2 separate regions of the Gossypium raimondii genome follow, and region 2 is linked to region 1. Evidence: chromatin contacts called from public Hi-C data. All regions are on one chromosome and are shown on one strand. Each heading gives the region's core, a stretch centred on a gene start, on an enhancer-like site or on the middle of the called end of the contact. The rest is flanking DNA. Distances are from core to core; before and after follow the strand shown.

Evidence for each region. Hi-C and Micro-C count contacts between places; a contact is called where the count stands out from the background.
Region 2: a Hi-C map of leaf shows a contact between it and region 1, with 3 times the contacts expected there. The contact joins the promoter of LOC105791018 here to the promoter of LOC105791011 in region 1. A contact is called at or near these places in 2 of 2 Hi-C or Micro-C datasets (both in leaf).

What each region holds. Positions count from the first base shown.
Region 1 is chr8:21,700,301-21,704,108 of ASM2569854v1, forward strand. It overlaps LOC105791011, which reads left to right and starts at 1,726. Exons shown (of 5, transcript XM_012618862.2): 1 at 1,726-1,909; 2 at 2,733-2,926. The coding sequence starts at 1,826.
Region 2 is chr8:21,860,869-21,864,676 of ASM2569854v1, forward strand. It overlaps LOC105791018, which reads left to right and starts at 1,742. Exons shown (of 6, transcript XM_012618873.2): 1 at 1,742-2,043; 2 at 2,213-2,482; 3 at 2,578-2,751; 4 at 2,846-2,952; 5 at 3,078-3,412. The coding sequence starts at 1,891.

The DNA of each region.
Region 1 (3,808 bases), core at 476-2,975:
CGAAAACTACGAGTTTCAAATTTTTTATTCGAGTTTAAATCATATTGGGTTCGAGTTTTAGGCTTAATTTTTATTATATATAAGCTAAATATTATATTTATTAAGTTTTATTATTTTATTATTTATTTATTCTGTATTTTGGATAATTTTTAAATATTTTAAGTTATTTAGGAGTTTTATGTCAATAAGAAATTTTAGTTTAAAACTACTTGTTCTTTAAATTAACTAGAATTTCAGTATACTTGATAGTTTTATTTAGATGTACTTAACTAACCTATATAATTGTCTCTTCATCGTATACATTTGAATCAATTCATTCATTATTCATTTTGAGTTAATAAAATTCCCTTTGAGTTTTTAATTCTCTTGAGCTTTCTTTTAGAAGAGTTTTAACAATATTTTCAAATTGTGAGGATCATCTTCAACCTTTTTCTTGCCAAATTTTCTTTTTTGGAGAAAATTTAGAATCGTTTGAAGGGGGTTGTAGATTTATTTAGTTTTCAAGGCTCCTTAGGACTTCTACACATCACTTTCCATCCTTTTCTTCTTTTTTTTTTTTATCTTTTTTATTTTCTTATTTGTTCTAACTTGTTCTTGTTTAATTCTTCAAATCTTTAATTTATTTAACTGACCTTTTTTTTCATCTTCATTATTTATTCTAATTATTGTTTTTTTAATTCATAGATATGATTTGGATATGTTTGTGTTTCAAGTTGTGTCAAACTCTAAGTTTTCCTTCATTCGTCTAGAGTCTTAGGCCAAATTCGCGACTTGGATAAACTTACGATCTTGTTCTGTTTACCTACCATTATATCACCAACTTAGCCAGAGGCTTAAATAATAGTATAGATATACAATTAATGAAAATAATAAAGTGTACATAATAAAATTAAAATGTATAAAACTATAAAAATAAAACTTTGGTTGTGTGATAAATATAAGTTTTACTAACCCAAGTGTCATAAGTTTAAATCTCATCATATATATACACTAAAGTACCCTAATATAATATAATTTATTTTAAATATGAAGGACATTAATATAATTTTCCTAAGTTGAGACCGGTTGATAGGTGATACTAACTTAGTAAATAGCTTTATAAATAGTATAAATAACATGTTTGATATATTTCTTAAAATTAATTATAGAATATGGTTGGAGTGTTTGATAAATATAATTTTAAAATTTTAAAGATAAAGCATTTAAAAATAATGTTAAAAGAAATAAAATAATTAAAAATTCTATATTAAATGATAAATAATTCTTTATGTGCTTATCATTTCCCATATTTTCATTGAAAAATTCATCAGTTACTTTTTCTATTATGAATTATCAAATATACTTAAAAATTAAATAACTAAAATATTAATTTTTCAATAATTTATCAAGGGTGTTACTATTTTGGATGGTTGGCATATATTATTTCATTTGTATGTAAACAATTACGACATTTTCCTTTTCCTTTCATATTTAATTTGTGATTATTTTATATTATTTACAAAATAAATAACAAATAGGAAAAATAGTTACTTCTTTAAATAAATTTTGATAAAGAAATGTTTTATTGATGAAATGCATGAAACTGAACGTTTCTATGTTTTTTTCCTAAAAAAACATTATTTTGAAATTAGAATTCATTTCTTAAAAACCATACATTTTAACCAGATTTACAGGTTGGGCCTTGACTCAAAGTTATGGGCTTCTGTGGAAGCTAAAGTCTTCATTTCAATCTTCATCACTTACTTTCCCTTCCTCCTTATTTCTTCGACTAGCAGATCTCCTTTAGGGTGCCAGAGTCAAACCCGTTGACCAGAGAGGGTAGGAAATGGCAAATCAAGGTGCCAAGAAGCGCAAAGAAGAGAACACCCGCCACATGGCCAATCTTCGCCACCTCATCATTGCTTGTAACGTACGCTCTCATCTTCTTTTATAATTATTTCCCCTAATCGTCGAAACCCGTCTTTAATCAAGTGTTCACTTGTTTGTTTTCTAATTACTTGAAATTTTTCGATTCTGATTTACTTAGATTCTCGAAGGATTTCTTTTGTAAGTATGTTTATGCTACTTTATGATGTGCAATCAGGAAATGGATAACTTAATATCTATAGATGGCATTGATTCATTTCTAATTGAATTTTAAAGGTTTTAAGCACATTTGAAATGCATCCTTAGCTCACCAATAAATGCTTCCAATTATAGTCCGGCTGCACATCTCTGTGTATGTGTTTACTGTGGATGCATTTGCCATACCCGTGAAAGTGAAAATTATCAACTTTGAAAGTTGTGGCTCGTAGCGATAACCTGGTAATGTTCGGGTGATTAACTGATCTGACATAGTAGGCATATTAAGTGCCGGCTTGGTTGGTAAACAAAGCTGATCTTATACGTCATAACCATTGGAAGTTGGAACCTATTCTTAGTGTTTAGCTTGGTAGTTTCAACAAAACTACATAGTATGTAGCAACAAAACTGCACTACATAGTATGCAGTGCCCATTTTATTTGAGCATTGCACTTTTTTTTATTTGTAGCTTCTGATGTCTTAGCTTTTCTTGACACACCACATCAAAGTTCTTGCAATTTTTGCTACTTTTTAGTTGATGTGGAAGAACAGAGTTGGGATAGTTTTGCATTTTTAGTACTTTATATTTTTATTGTCTTCATAGTTGCATTTTTCTGCTTGTTAACAATCTTACTTTATTGGATTTATGTTCCAATTTTCTATTTATGTAGGTTGTATACGTCTTGGTTAGGATGCTGATCTTCCATTCCTCATTCACATGGAAACATTGGGTTGGTCTACTTTTGACCTCTGTGGCTTACTTTATACCCTATCAACAACTTTCACAGATGGCAAAACCTGCTTATTCTGATGATGGGGAACTTCTTGACGGTGGATTTGATATGAGTACTGGTGGAATATGTGGGTAAGTTTTGTTCAATATTTTATCTCTTTTTACCTTAATTTCTATGTGTGGTTTTGTTTTTAGTTTTTTATTCTATTAAAATATTAGGAGGAACTTGGTTAGAAAGATGATTCTTATTACATTCTAAATTCTTTGTAAATGAGGCAGTGCATGTAACGGGGTGCATGCCTCAGGCTTATCTTAGGAAGAATATTACTGTTAGTTTCCTTTGGCTTTATTTTTGTATGGGTCCTATAATACCCTTTGATAGCTCACATGAATACATTTTTGGTGACTTATTAGTGTTTTATTCTCTTTTTTTTAATGAAAATTTGTGCCCATATTTAGTGTCTTCCAATTATTGTTTCCTTATTCTGTTCTCTTTCTTTCTATTTTTTCTACTACTGCTGCATCAATGGTGCTGTGGATTTGGTTTTACCAGAAGTGGCTGGCAGAATGAAAGAAATATAGTTCTTAGATTGTGAATTTAGGTTTCCCTTATTCTTTTCCTATTTCTTTTACTGCTGAGTTATTTTACATGTTTATTGGAGATATTCTACTTTTCTCCCTTTAATGTGGATCTTTTTCTTGTATTTGGGTAGCTATGATTAGCTATGATATAATGTGAATCTTAATATAGAAAGACTGTATGTTTATTGTGGGGAAGAGATAGATTTCTTTTGTTGCTTATGAATAAAGTCCATGCCACCATAGTCATGATGATTGTGTTTGGAATATAACTATTATTAAAAGATGAAAATCATCCTACTTGATTCAAACACTTAGAAATAAGAGGAGGGGGAAAGGATGAAGAGAATCCTTCTGTAGAGAAACAACTAGAAGTCAGATATTCTTAATTTTCTTATCTGCCAATAAAGTTCTTTTACCTATAAACTCAATGGT
Region 2 (3,808 bases), core at 492-2,991, 160 kb after region 1:
GCTTTGATGCTTGTTTCCCTCTGTACTTGGCGGCTGTTGAAACTTTGAAGCACATCTTCTGTGACTGTCCCTCCATTGTTGGTATCTGGGTAGACTTGCACATAACCTGGCCTAGTGAGCTTTCAAAGGCATGCTTGCAAGATTGGTTGTTTTACATTATTCAAGTTTACCCTATCACAATTTCGAGGAAAATTGTGTGTGCCTTATGGTTTATCTAGAATGCTTGGAATCGTCGTGGTCACAAAAATGTTATTATACAAATGCATATTTTAATTCAAAAGTTGATACTTACCTTCTGGAATTGGATGTGGCACAGGTGAAACTTCTTGGGCACCCGATTGGGGCTGAGCGGTGGTGACCCCCTGATGGATGCTGTCTGAAAATCAACTTTGATGCGGCTTTTCATTCCCCTTTCAGGACATCCTGCGTGAGAGTTGTTATCAGAAATAGCCATTGGACTGTATTGGCTTTGCACATGGTGGTCTGTAAACACATACCTTCTGCTTTTGCAGTTGAGGCCATTGCTTGTCTTCATGCGGTCCACTCGGGCATGGCTCTTGATTTCCCAGATGTGATTGTTGAAGGTGACTCCCTTATGGTACTTCATAAGGTCCAGTCTTCCCGGTTTGATCTATCAATCCTCGATGCTTATATCTGAGACATCAAACATTGGGCGGGATATTTTTGTAGGTGTGACTTTTGGCATTTCCTTTGCGCGGGTAATACTATGGCTGATTTGTTGGCTAAGGAAGGCTTGAAAGAAGGGATGGGCTCCTATATGTGCGGGGTGTTCCCGATTTTGCATAACGGGCGATGGAGTGTGATCATCTCTTCGATTTGTGAGGCGTTTAATGAAAAGTGGAGAGGGGGTGGGGAGTATTTTTCGTAGGTTTTCTATAGTTTCTTTTGGGAGCGCTTGAGGGTTCAGGTTGGTTTCTGACGAATTTCTCTTTGCTCTGGTGATGTCCCTGTGCCCTTGTTTGGATCGACGCTGTTTCTCTTTGTACTTGAAGTCTGTGTGCTAGCCTGCCTGGTCTTTCTTTCTCGTTGGATCTTTTGTTTTCTAGCTGTTTCTGTTGCCATCTAACTTTTGATATCTGCTCACCTGCGTTTGTTAGGGTTTTCATTTGCTGCGTGGGCTATGTACTTAGCTTTCTCAGTTTGATTTGTTTGGTTTTCATTTTCTGTTTGCTTGGATTTGTTTTGCTTGGTTTCTGTTTATCTTTGTAGTGGACCTCCTTTCTTTGTTTTGTTTAACGTAAGCCTAGTTTCTTTCAAAATTTTTTTTTACTTCATTACTTTTTAATATGAATTAAATAAAATATTTAAACGGCCCTTAAAGAAAAACAAATCAACGTCGTATTAACCATTTTGTACTAGGCATCCAATGAACAGTATACGTGTCAACTTTGAAAGCACTATGCTAGAAGCTACCGTCGGATCTTACGCCACGTGTAAGACAGCACCAAACCACCGCCGTCATTTAAAAGAAATCCTAACTTTGTGGGCCCCGCATATTATCCATTTATGTGTTTACATGTCTGCCAGCACATGCTTCCCTTTTCTCCCAGAGTACCCAAAATAACCTTAACTCTAACCCCAATAATTGCCACAACTAAGGGTATTAAAGTAATCTCGAACTTTATTATACGTGCGATGGCTCAAACAACGCGGGATTCGCACGTGCTCGCCGCCAAAAGGGATCCCCTTTCCCCCATTTTAACTCCATTAATTAGATTTCTCCAAAGTAACTTCTAGGGTTTCAGAATCTCCGAAATTTGCTCTCTTTCCTTAAATTTTGATTAGAGGTAAAAAAAAAAAACTTTAAAGCTAGGTTTTCCGCGATTTTTTCGGTTGGTGTTGGGAAAATAGGGATTTTGCTTAGATTGGATGGTGCAGTTGATGAGATCGGGAACTCCTACGGCGGAACCCGAAGCGTGCCGGGACAAGGCGCCGGTGAAATTGGAGATCGTAGAGGATTCTTTAGAGGAAGAACATGGCCCTGTTAATAAACGATCCAAACTTTCTCCAAATCTTCAACAGGTATTTTTTTTCCCTTCAAATTTCCTTTTTACCCTATGAAATAAATAAATAAACAAAAACTCTCCCTATTTTGGAGAGAGATCTAAAGTATTTAGATAAGAATAAGAGCTTTTCTTTTAGAGCTTTGAAATCTGAAAGATTTCATTTCTGGGTATATATGTTTTGTCAGTGGACCTACGATGGCAATGCTTTCCCGATCCCGCCAGCGCAATACAACCCGTTGGATGAGCCGAGCCCACTTGGTTTGAAGCTAAGGAAGAGTCCTTCACTTTTGGATTTGATCCAAATGCGCCTCTCTCAATCCCAAAGCGGTAGCTCAGCCGCCCAAGCTGAGAGCTTGAACTCTGGTGTCAAAAAGGAGAGTAAAGCTGTTGCCGCTACCGATAAGCTTAAAGCCTCAAATTTTCCAGCTTCCATTCTTCGAATCGGCCACTGGGAGGTACCTTTTATTATTTATTATTCATTTATTTTATTAAATACATTCATTTTGGGGGTCAAGTAGCTGAAGAATTGCTTACTTGGTTATTTTTGCAGTATAAGTCGAGGTATGAAGGTGATTTAGTGGCCAAGTGTTATTTTGCAAAGCATAAGCTTGTCTGGGAGGTGTTGGAAGGTGGGCTTAAGAGTAAGATTGAAATACAGTGGTCGGATATTATGGGTCTGAAGGCAAATTGTCCTGATAATGGACCCGGGACTTTGAATGTTGTGGTAAACTTTCCCATGTTCCGTATGATATCCTTTTCAGTTTCCAATCTCCTTTTTAGTTTTCCTGCAACAATTATGTGTGCCTGTAATGATGCAGCTGGCTAGACAGCCCCTTTTCTTCCGGGAGACTAATCCGCAGCCTAGAAAACACACCTTATGGCAGACAACTTCAGATTTTACGGATGGTCAAGCTAGCATACATAGGTAAAAGTGATGTGTATTTTATTTTTTTCCCTTTTTGTGGAAATACAAGCTGAATTTACGTTAGTTGTTTGCATAGGGTTATGTGGCTAATTTGCTAATAAAATTTTGTAATGCTTACTTTGCAGGCAACATTTTCTGCAGTGTCCCCAAGGGTTGTTAAACAAGCATTTTGAAAAACTGGTCCAATGTGATATGCGTTTGAACTGTTTAAGCAGACAGCCAGAGATAATTTTGGATTCACTGTACTTTGAATCACGGAGTTCTGTTTTTGAGGATCCCAGTGAACCTAAAGGGCATGACTATGGCCAAGGGGAGACTGGTAAAGGATCTACTAGCTCTGGCTTCCAGAATATAGCATCACCTGTTGCAGCTCACTCCTCGTCTTTGGAGATTGAGAAAGGGGATTCTGCTGCCATAACCTCGGAAAATATGTCTAGGGAAGCTCCGTCTCCCAGTTCAGGTACAATCAGGAGCTCAGAATTTGTTGTTGATGTGCTCATGGATAAAGTTTTTATGTTATGTTGTCCTTTTGTAATCTCTTCTATTTACTCCTTTCTAAGTCAAATGCTTAATTTGGTGCAATGTGTGATCTCATAGGAAGTTGCTTTTTATTGTTAATAATGATTTTACACAGGCTTGATGTTATGAATCTTTCTGTTAGTGGTGGTGGTGATGCTGATATAGGCAGCAGAGCAGTGTAAAGAACACAGTAGCCTTTATTTTTTTTAAGAAAATTGCATATATTGGCTGCATATGCATGCTATTTGATTTGTTTGGTCTCTGTTGGATTTAGTATGTGCATTGATATTGTTCCTTTTTCTTTTTTGGGATTAGATTTATAGTTCTAGCTGAGTAG